2 separate regions of the Mus musculus genome follow, and region 2 is linked to region 1. Evidence: chromatin contacts called from public HiChIP or PLAC-seq data. All regions are on one chromosome and are shown on one strand. The core of a region is the stretch at or near the end of the contact, and the rest is flanking DNA. Distances in the headings are between cores, read along the strand shown. Region 1 overlaps Gm31814 (a long non-coding RNA gene). Region 2 overlaps Tprg (transformation related protein 63 regulated).

Region 1 (5,457 bases), core at 2,073-4,572:
TGTTGTACATTTCTCTAAGCATTTTCTCAGCTATTTGAGATTTTTTGTTGTTGTTGAGAATTCTTTTTAGATCAATACTCCATTTTAAAATTGGATTATTTAGTGCGTTGATGCTTAGTTTCTTTTGTTCTTTATATATTTTGGATATTAGCCTTTTGTTGGATGTGGAGTTGGTGAAAATTTTTTTTCCTTTCTGTAGTTTGTTGTTTTGCCCTATTGTATCTGTTGCTTTACAGAAGCTTTTCAGTTCCATGAGGTCCCATTTATCAACTGTTGATCTAGTGCTTGCACTATTGATGTTCTGTTCAAAAAGTTGCCTCCTGTGCCAATGCATTCAAGGTTATTGCCCACTTTCTCATGGATCAGATTCAGCATATCTGATTGAGGTTTATGTTGAGGTCTTTGATCCATTTGGACTTGAGTTTTGTGCAGGATGATAGCTATCAATCTATTTATAGTCTTCTACGTGCAGGCATCCAGTTAAACCAGCATACTGGTCACTAGCTTATTTCCATCCATCTTCGTATTTTTCCTCCCTATTTTTGACTACCCCATAAGCAAGATTTTCATAGAGAAGTGACTGGTTTTTCTCCACTCATCTTAACCACCCCCTTCTTACATTTTGAGACAGGGTTTCACTCTATGGCCTGGAGTTTTATCCATAATCCTGGCTGAGAACTCAGAATACTTGTGCCTCAGCGTCCTAAGATTACAGTGATGGAATTTGTATTACGCTATGGGATGATTTGTGTTCTCAGCTCCCAGAATGACTTTTCTGAAGCTGTAAGATAGTTCTATTCCTGCTGAACTGCTCACGGTGAACCATGCAGCCCTTTCTGATCTGGCTCTGACACCCTGCTTGTCTTCATCTCTCACTCTCTACATCATATTTAATATTCACTGAGCTTTCTCCCTATCACACTTCCTAATGCTTTTTCAATATCTGAACCTCTGTGTATGTCTTCCTTGTGTTTGGAGGCTTGCCTTCCAGATCAACATTCCTGTTTCATCTTGCCCCTCAGGCCTCATTATCCATGTAAATTCACTTCAGCCAAGCCACTAAGATCTTCCTGTAAATTCTAAATGTATCACTGAAGTCTTAGTTCCAATGAGTTAAGTTTTAGTAACTAATACCGTCAACTTTGACAAAAATTAAGTTTAAAATTCGTCATTACTTTGTCTCTAAGGCTCTTGGCATTAATTGCTCTGTCAGTACATGAGTATTTGCATGAAATACCACGTGGGATTCTTTTTAGGTCTAAGTACCCAAAAAGGTTCATTTTCTTTGATGAATTGCTAATGCAGCACTGATTCTAATTTATCTCTTTTGGGGTCGGATAACATGACACCCAGAGTCAATATTTTGTTAAGTTCTTGCAAATGTGTTATCTGTATAGACAACACTGCCCAATAGAAAGTCCTATAATTGTGGCAGTATTTTTATTTGCAATGATTGTCCAGTAAGAAGTCATTAGCTGCATGTGGCTAGTAAGCCTTAAAGTATGTCCAGTGAGCCCAAACTTTAAATCTTAAATCTTATTTAATAATGTAGCTAAATACAGTGGCTATCACACAGAGAGCGTGGAACTAGAGATATTGTAGTCTATTTTTATGATATTGGGTTGGTATTCATTTTTATACGGTCTTCTTTGTCCGTTATCGTGTTTTCTATGCGTTGCCTGACTTCTTTGTGGCTAGAGGGAAAAAGAAAGAAGTTAGAGTCGGATGACTCACATTTGTGTTTGGTTTGCTTTCTCTTGCTGTGATAAATATCAGGACCAAAAGCAACGTGAGGAGGAAAGGAGTTGATTTCAGCAGGAGCTCAGGGCAGTGACCTGAAAGCAAGAAGTGGAAGACACTGGCTTGCTTTCAGGCTCACATTCAGCTACCTCCTTACACAGCCCAGTCCCACCTGCCTAGGCTTGATGTAGCCCACAGGGCCTCCTTCACCATTAGCAATCAAGAAAGTGCCCACAGTCCACTCCAACGTGGGAAATTCCTCAACTGAGGCTCCCTCTTCCCAGAGGTGACTCAGGTTAATGTCCGGTTGACAGCTAAAGCTTCTTGTGGCAACATCTACATGAGGAATTGGTGTTAAAAGCAATGGGATTGTTTGTTGTTTGGGGGGAGTGGTCGGTCTCTGTCTCCAACCTCCCCACCCTGGTCTCTTTCTTCAGTTCTGGGAAAGTACACCGGCCTGTTCAACAGCAAAAGGAAGGCTTGATGCTGGTGTACTTTCCCAGAACTTTACTCATCCTCACGTCTTCTCAAACCAAAGAATCAGGGCCCTGAATCTGCACTTAAAACACAAGACAGATGGAGCCGTCATCTTTTTCAAGCCACTACAGGCAAATACTGTACTAACTTAAAGCAAATAGGAGCATCCACATCTCCTAAATATGTTCTGGGAAGGGAAGACCATCCTGAAAATTCAGGAACCCATTGCTTTTTATTAAGAAAATGGTTAAAAAAAAAAAAAAAAAAGCCTGGCGGTGGTGGTGCATGCCTTTAATCCCAGCACTTGGGAGGCAGAGGCAGGCGGATTTCTGGGTTCAAGGCCAGCCTGGTCCACAAAGTGAGTTCCAGGACAGCCAGGGCTATACAGAGAAACCCTGTCTTGAAACCTCCCCCACCCCCAAAAAAAAAAAAAAAAAAAAAAAAGAAAAAGAAAAGAAAAAGAAAAAGATGCTAGAGACAGTGAGGCAGGAGACTTGCTGCAAATTTGTGGCAAACCTGGGCTACAGACAGAGACATTGCCCCAAAATCAAAGTCAAAGTTCTAGTCAGCGCAGCTATGAACCATCTGGGTGGCACAACCATAGTCAAAGTTTCCTCTTCTTTCAAGTGAGAGGACAGGACAAAATGACCTTTAATTTCCTGTCTAACACGGTGATAGCCGAGCTAGCTGTGTGGAGCACTTAGCGCTGACGAGGAGAGTTATCTCTTGCAGTGATATGCAGGTCTAACGAACAGCTTTGTTTCCATTTCAAAGACTTCAACTTGTCCCAAACTGCACAGGAGGCAAATGGAGGTTTCTATCTGAATCTCACCATCTGGCTTCAGCAGGCCCCTCTTACCTGTTTTTCCACTCTGAAACTTAGTTTCTAACAGGCCAGGATGCCTTTGTTTTTCTGGATAGTTAAGGAATTGTGACCATTAAAGCTAGGGCTTTCAAAATAAATGCCCAACACAGTTCACATCAGTAGGTAGGTTTGTAACCAGTGAGAACAAGTGTGAGTACTGGACAAATAATATTACTAGCTGACTAATTGAGTATGCTTTTGTATGAAGAATGTGGGAGTGCGTGGCTCAGTCACAGTGCAACTCACTCACAGGGCTTAATACGTATGTCCTATGAGTCAAAGAACACAGGACACTCTCAGAAAGGGATAACTCAGTTAAAAAACAAACAAACCAAAAAACCCTTAACAAACACCTCTTAATGCTTGCTCAATCCTCCAATATCTCTAATGCATTGGTTCTAGTCCCTTAGTTCATCGTTACTTTGCTATTGATCCAGTAAGTCAGTAAATGTTTGTTTGTTTGGTTGTTTGGTTTTTCGTGACAGGGTTTCCCTGTATAGCCCTTGCAGTCCTGGAACTCACTTTGTAGACCAGGCTGGCCTTGAACTCAGAAATCTGCCTGCCTCTGCCTCCCGAGTGCTGGGATTAAAGGCGTGCGCCACCACGCCCGGCTGATCCAGCCAAGTTCTTATGCTCGTAAGTATGCTGGAAACAAAGAAACAGGAGCTTTGGGAATTTTAAGTTCAACCTAAACAGGATGAGGATTTTTCTCCAAATTACTATCAGAGCTATCCCTGGCCTCTGTTCTGTGCAGTTCACTGCCTTTCCCCTCTCTCTGACTGGGGATGAGAGCTGATTCCTCGGGAGATAGGGCAAAGGAAACAACTGAAATTTCATCTCATCTCTGCAGATGTCAGGAGCGATGGGACACCAGAGGCGGAAGAACCTATGTCCCCAGGCTACAGCAAAGCTCCCAGCCCTATGAAAATCATCTAGCCTGCTCTGAGCCACATGCCTAGAGGTCACAGAGGCATGCGGGAAAGTGAGAGGAAGTGGAAACGTGCTACAAAAAGGGCTCAAAGCAATGTGCTCACCACCGGAAAAAAAAATAAAAATAAACACCCTCAGAAATAGTGTAACTGATATGCAAAGAAGATCAAAACAAGGTTTAAAATATCTTGGCTGATTTAGAGTTGGTGGGGGTGGTAAATGAAGGGAGGGTATAAAAGTGTTAGGGCTACATGGCCCTCTGCAGCCTGTCCATGATGCGAGCCCTGAACCCCAAAGAAACAATATGGCATTTACAGGCTCAAAAAAACTGAACCATAGTAGCAAGGAGAATGGTCATTCTAGAGGTTATGGAATGGACTGAGGAGACTGGTAAAAAGAATGCAGAATTTCAGTTACACAGAGAAAATGGAGAATATTATTGCACATGGTGAGCAGAGATAATATAGGATAATAATATATTGTCCTCTTAAAAAAATTCCAAAGAATTTCTTTTCAGCATTATAAAAATGATAAGGTGATTCATACATTAATTAGTTTGATTTAGTCATTCCATAATGTGTACTGATATCAAAACATCATGCTATATGTCTTAAGCATGTGGAATTTAATTAGTCACTTCAAAGGATGAGTAAACACATAGAACTAATGTGGGTGGCACATGTTCTTCGGACTATCTCAGAGGCAGAGATGGACCCCAGAGCAAGAAGCTGGCTGTTCCTAAGCCCCAAACTCCTCCCTCTCAACCCTTGCTCTTCCTGAAGGCTCACCCTATTTACCTAACTTTATGTTCTTTCTTTCTCTCTTTAAAGAAAAAAGCCACCACCACCACCAACAACAACAACAAAGAAACAAATTTCCCAATGATCAAAACAAAGCCACTAAAAGATATGAAAAAACCAACCCACAAACAAGGAGTTTGTTTAGTGTTAGTACACTATTCCTGGGCATGGGACCTGCCCTGGGCTGTGGTTGGTAGATCCAGTGACACTCCATTGGAGAAAATGGACTTTCTCTTTCCCAGAAGCTGACAATCAATCCCAAATAACTTCTTAGGGGCGGGGCTCTGCATCTACTTCCCCTTCTCAGCACTAGGATTTAGTGTGGTTTAAACCTGCTTTCTTACACAACTCAGGACCATGTATCCCGGTATGGCACCTCCCACAGTGTACCAAGTCATCTCATAGTCATCATTAATCAAGAACATGTCTCACGGGTATATACCCACAGGTCAGTCTGATGGAAGGAAATCTCAAGTGAGAGTCCCTCTTTCTGGGTGACTCTACTTGGTGTCCAGTTGATGAAAGCAAACCAGACCAGCCTGCGGAGGCAGTTTGCATGCCTTCCTGATGTTCCTTTGCACTGAAGGTCCAGAGAGTGAGTGTTGTGGCAGATTCAAGCATTGGAATGTCAGGAGGAAGAATCAC
Region 2 (5,022 bases), core at 84-2,583, 1.2 Mb before region 1:
TACATTCTGGGGCATTTTTAAAGAAAAAAATCATTTCTGTGGCCAAACTTAGGAACTGTATCCCATATCCCAGAGGTTTCACTCCAATGGCTGTGAGTAGCCCTCTGTTTCCCAATAGCTACAGGCAAACTGTCAGTCTAGCTAAATTAGATAAGGAAGGACGCTCATTTCCTTGGACTTCAGACCAATGAAAACCTTTCAACTATAAGAATTTTTGCAAGAAAGGATTTGAAGTAGCAAGGCATCTGTATCTCAAAATAGGCTGTCATCAGGCCATTTTCAACATATATTTTTTTTCCTTCTGGCTTCTAGACAAACACAACACGATTTCCACATAGGAGTGGGCAGACAGCACCTTCGTCATAGTCTTTGTGCTGGTCAATGGAAAGACCTTGGGGGCAGCTTCCAATATGCCTGGGCACGTTCACAATTTTTGTGGCTTTTCTCAACAGTGTTTTCCAGTTAAGAACTGTGAACATTTCAACCACAAGCTAAGGGCCCCCCAATAAAGGTCTATGTCATGGAAGATGGGGTACACTGAACTTTAAGAAAGCCAACACTTAGGAAAGATAGCGATTTTTTTTTCTAGGCTAATCAGTGGGGAAAAGAAAGAGAGACGGAGACCAATTAGACAGCAAGGACTGAACAACCTATTCCGATCGTCTCCTCCATCCATCTTTGTGCAGGGACAATAGTAATAAGCCTGGGTTGAGAACTCGTGTCCCCAGTCTTCGTGTGACCCCCCCCCCCCCCCCCCAGAATGTGCTCTTTGTCACTGTCTACCAGGATAATCAGCTCAAGGAGGACTGAAATGAAGGAGAGAGTGAACATTTTTCAAATTCTGGATCTTTGGAGAATCCTTCCTGTAGCCTCCTCTGAGTGAGCCCCCTTCACTCCTTCTGTGCCACCTGGGTCACAAGTATCAGCATTTGCCACACGCCGTATACTTAATACTTCTCCAATCTCACCGTTTGCCCCGGAAAAACGAATACTTCACACATTGCTCCCCAGAGCTCAGCTCTGGCATGCTTGGCACACTGCAAGAACTGAATAGATACTGAATTAATGGGCTGACTCCTAACTCCATGGAGATAAGGAAGAGAAGGGGGAGGAGGGCGACTCTTAGAGAAGCTGACTTCCACTTCACTCAGGGAAAATCATGACAAGCAAAGTCTTCCCCAAGTCAATTCTGTTTTACCAGAAGTCCTCTGAGGCTGGACAACTAACAGTCCGGATGCCCGAAAAGGGAAGTCTGCTTTGAATGGTCACCAGTTTACTGATTCTGTGAGTATTCCATTCCAGGCCATTAGCCTCCTGGTTGATCTATGAGAAGAGTCTCTCGCGCCACCTTCCTGTAGGAGGCGGTACTGTCTCCCAGGTCTGTCAGCATCTGAGCTGGCTACTGAACTCCACTGAGCTCTGGCAGTAAATTTAAAGAGAGAACTTTGAGCAGGAGAGGTCTGCGGTTGGGAAATCATCTTAATCATCCACGATTGAGCGGATTTGATTAGAAGAGTGATCTCAGCAGTCAACATGAAACCTTACACAGACAGTAGGAGTCTCCGATGCATTCCCAGAAGAAAATCCCCGCAAATGAGATCTGAAAATCGGTCATATCCCCTTTTTCTTTTTTTTGAACTGTCACTTTATGGATTCGAAAGGAAATTCGTGTACAATCACAGAGCTAGTGCCTTGTAGAGTTGGCACAAAATTCAGCTGATTACAAGGCCAGAATTCATTTCGTTGCCCAATGCTGTGGAGCCCACTATAATATAACACTTAATTATACAGGTTTGGCAATACAAGCCAAAGCATATCCCAAACATAATAATAGATGCTTAAACTACATATGGGAAAAGCATGCTATAACTTGGTTAGCCTATGACGTGAAGACATTCTGAAGGGACTGTTTGCACTGTTTTCCCACCAAGGGCTGAGTTGTACTCTTGTACCAGGTGGGGAGGGTTAACTGTGCTGTAAACTGTAAAACACATGATCTCACCAAGAGTCCAAACCAAATTCAAGAGACTGCATATGAGCAAACCACTAGGCTTTCCAATAGAGTACCTGCTTACACTGACCAACATCCCTGAAATGCTGTTATTAATTTCCGTCTTTACTGATGAGAATTGGCTGACAAGAAATAAGAGTCAGTATGTGAAGCCACTTTGCTTTGTGATCCAAGCCTGAGTTTTCCTGAGTAGTCAGGGCCCCACAGTTGTTTATGTCTCTGTAACTGTAATTTTACCTAAGTTGCTTTGCCCTTCTGGGTCTTATATAGTCTCTATGGGTCCCTCTATCTCCAGAATTTTTCTGACACAAATATTATGATTGGGAGAAAAGGATTTATAGGTCAATAATGTAGAGAAGTAATGAAACAGTTTTCTTTGAGGCTGTAACCCCTGGTGGGTCAACCACAGTCCCCTGGAAAGTCACATTTCCAGGACTACATGGCAATGCAAATTGGACTTGATGGGTTTAAATTAATGAAGAGGAAACAAAGTTAGGTGAGTGGGAAAGGTCTGGGAGGAGTCGGGGGAGGGAGATGAATATGTTTTGTGAAATTCTCAAAGATCTAATAAAAATGGCAAAAAACAAACAAACAAACTAAATGCAAGCACAATGGCCAGGAGAGTCAGTTCCTTTCTGCTAGATTCCTGTAACAGCTTATAACAACTGAGGGACCTCAGTGAAGGAGCAAGATGGCCACTATGTTTTATGTGCATGTGGACGAGCTTCAGTTATATACCATTATGGGTACAGCTGCGGCTGCAGCAGCCATCACCCTAAATGGAGCCAGGAATCAGCAGTTCTGAAAGATGCACAGCCTCAACATAACAGGGCCATTTCAACTCTGTACCCTAGAGCCTAAGGCTGTGCCTCTCCTTTGATGCAACTCAGAGAACTCATGTGTAAAGAAAACAACCCATCTCTTTACAGAACTGTAAGTGTAGTGGGAAACACCCTACACAGCCTAGCAACAAAGAGACTCAAGATGTCCCAGTATTTACTGTTTAGATGGTTGTTTCATAACAAGTGTCCTCAATTTCTTTATAAAATTCAAAATTAGCTATCATTTGTCTCTGCCCTGTGCCTGCGTGCGTGCATGCATGCATGAATGTGTGTGTGTGTGTGTGTGTGTGTGTGTGTGTGTGTGTGTCCCACCAGGACAGAGGTAAGTGTGCAGAGAATCTTGCAGCTCTGCCCTTCTGCACTTTCCTTAACCACTGCTGGAGCACGTCTGCTGCCACCCAGCAGCTGCCGGGGTAACTACATGGACTTCAGATATGCTGCATTTTAATGTAACATTAAAGATTGACAGCAAGCGAGAGCAACTCAAGAGAACAAGAACCCAAGATTCTAGACTCTAGGACAGATTGCTAGAAAAGAGCCAGCTCTGCAGAAAACCACTTTCTCCTTTGAGCCCCCAAGTCTTTAGTGGCTGCTCTAATTGTGCTTCAGGCTCCTGTCTGTCCTGACACCATTGCCCTGATACTGGAGGCTAACAGCACTTTCAGAAGAAAAGCTTCATCTCTAATATTTCCTTGTTATCCAGAGGAACAGACTTTGACACAACGCAAAGCAGGTGTCCTCGCATTATACAGTGAGTGCCAAGTAAATTTAGGGTCTGCTCAGGCATTCCTCGGGAGGGGTGAGATCCATCCTGATGTGTACCGGAATCCCTAGGCAGCAACTTCCTAAGGAGGTATTTCTCATTTAAATATAACTTCTTGGCAACCAAATATTTATCTGGAAGAAATTGGGAGTGGTCTTGTCCAATCAGGCACCTGGGTTTAGTCCACTGCTCAAAAATAACAGGATTGTGGCATTTGGGGAACGCCTCCCCACAAAAGCTTGCCAAGAAATAGCTCCGAGATCCTACAGCATCCACCCATGCTTGTCAACACGCCTCCCTGGTCATTATGAGTGAGTGGACAGGGCCACACCCAGGATCAAGATCAAGTCCAGGGCATTCTTGGCACTGATGCCCAGAGGCAAAGTCAGGGTGTGCGTGACAAAATCCCCTGTTGCCTGTCATCACAACTTGTGATACAGCTTGACCTTTTCTGAGGATGGTAGGTCTCTAAACCCCATGGCAATTCTGATTCAGACTCTACACCCTTTCAAGCAACTCTTGAGTGATCTTGTGCCTTTAAGAGGGTGAGAACTCAGAATTTTATGTATAACTCTCCTGTCAATCCTTCTCACCTGGACTTGTTCAAAGACCTGGTGGTACTTTTCTCAGTGGTCTAATCCATCACACATACCACCCAGTTCCAATTACGCACTTAACATGCACTGAGCACGGAGCTACGTGCTTGTCACACAAGATGCTGTGCTGTACATGGTAGAACAAAAAGGTGTGCAAAGCCTCCAGGCTTTAAAATAGTTGACTCAAATTAGCCAAACAAAATAAATGAAACACTCTGTCCTGACTGTCAGCGCAGGCCGTGGGTATGAGCACCTCTGTCTATCCTCTCTGTGTATACTCCAGTTACCCAGGAGACCCTGTGGTGGTTCCTAAGCAACTTGTTGCACATTTGCATCTTCTTATCTGTTTGGCAAATTTTTCTCCTCAGTCTAGGAGCCACATCCCTCTTCCAGGTCAAAATATGTTTATCTGTAAACTTCCCAGCTCTAAAACAAGATCGCCTGATCTTCCCGCAGCTTCTCTCTTCCGTTTTTCACAGATGCGCTGTCAAGTTATGTCTGTCTCATAAGACGTAAGAACACAATGAGATCTCAAGCAGACTGAGGACAGGGACAATATATTTCATCTCTTCTTTCCTACGAAGGCTACTAGTCTTCCAATTCTTGCATAGCCACATCGAACTTGCCATAACTAACCATTGATTCTGAGACCTAGGTGCTTACAATTCTAATTTACTATTAAAGGAAAGAGATGGTCACCAGAAAAACACATGGCAGTTATCATACAAAATGCACAACAGGCTGCACTGAAGTCACGTAGACCAGGCTTGACTCCAACCACAGTGATCCACCTGCCTTGGCATCCCAGTT

What was found. HiChIP or PLAC-seq counts read pairs in DNA pulled down with a chosen protein or histone mark.
Region 2: a FOXA1 HiChIP or PLAC-seq map of pancreatic cancer cells shows a contact between it and region 1. The contact joins two enhancer-like sites. A contact is called at or near these places in 2 of 15 datasets of contacts at CTCF or cohesin (both in the NIH/3T3 cell line) and 1 of 115 datasets of contacts at active chromatin or transcription factors (pancreatic cancer cells).

What each region holds. Positions count from the first base shown.
Region 1 is chr16:24,184,761-24,190,217 of GRCm38.p6, reverse strand. Gm31814 (a long non-coding RNA gene) reads left to right here. Exons shown (of 3, transcript XR_003951916.1): 3 at 3,933-4,161. Among named protein-coding and RNA genes, the nearest start is that of Gm32126, 28 kb to the right of the region's middle. Within about 2 kb of position 3,322, at least 31 of the 459 cell types and tissues checked have an H3K27ac peak or open chromatin away from gene starts, as enhancers often do. A contact at or near this core is called in the NIH/3T3 cell line and pancreatic cancer cells, where this site is marked.
Region 2 is chr16:25,373,207-25,378,228 of GRCm38.p6, reverse strand. The region is part of intron 4 of Tprg (transformation related protein 63 regulated); the gene reads right to left. Among named protein-coding and RNA genes, the nearest start is that of Tprg, 89 kb to the right of the region's middle. Within about 2 kb of position 1,333, at least 33 of the 459 cell types and tissues checked have an H3K27ac peak or open chromatin away from gene starts, as enhancers often do. A contact at or near this core is called in the NIH/3T3 cell line and pancreatic cancer cells, where this site is marked.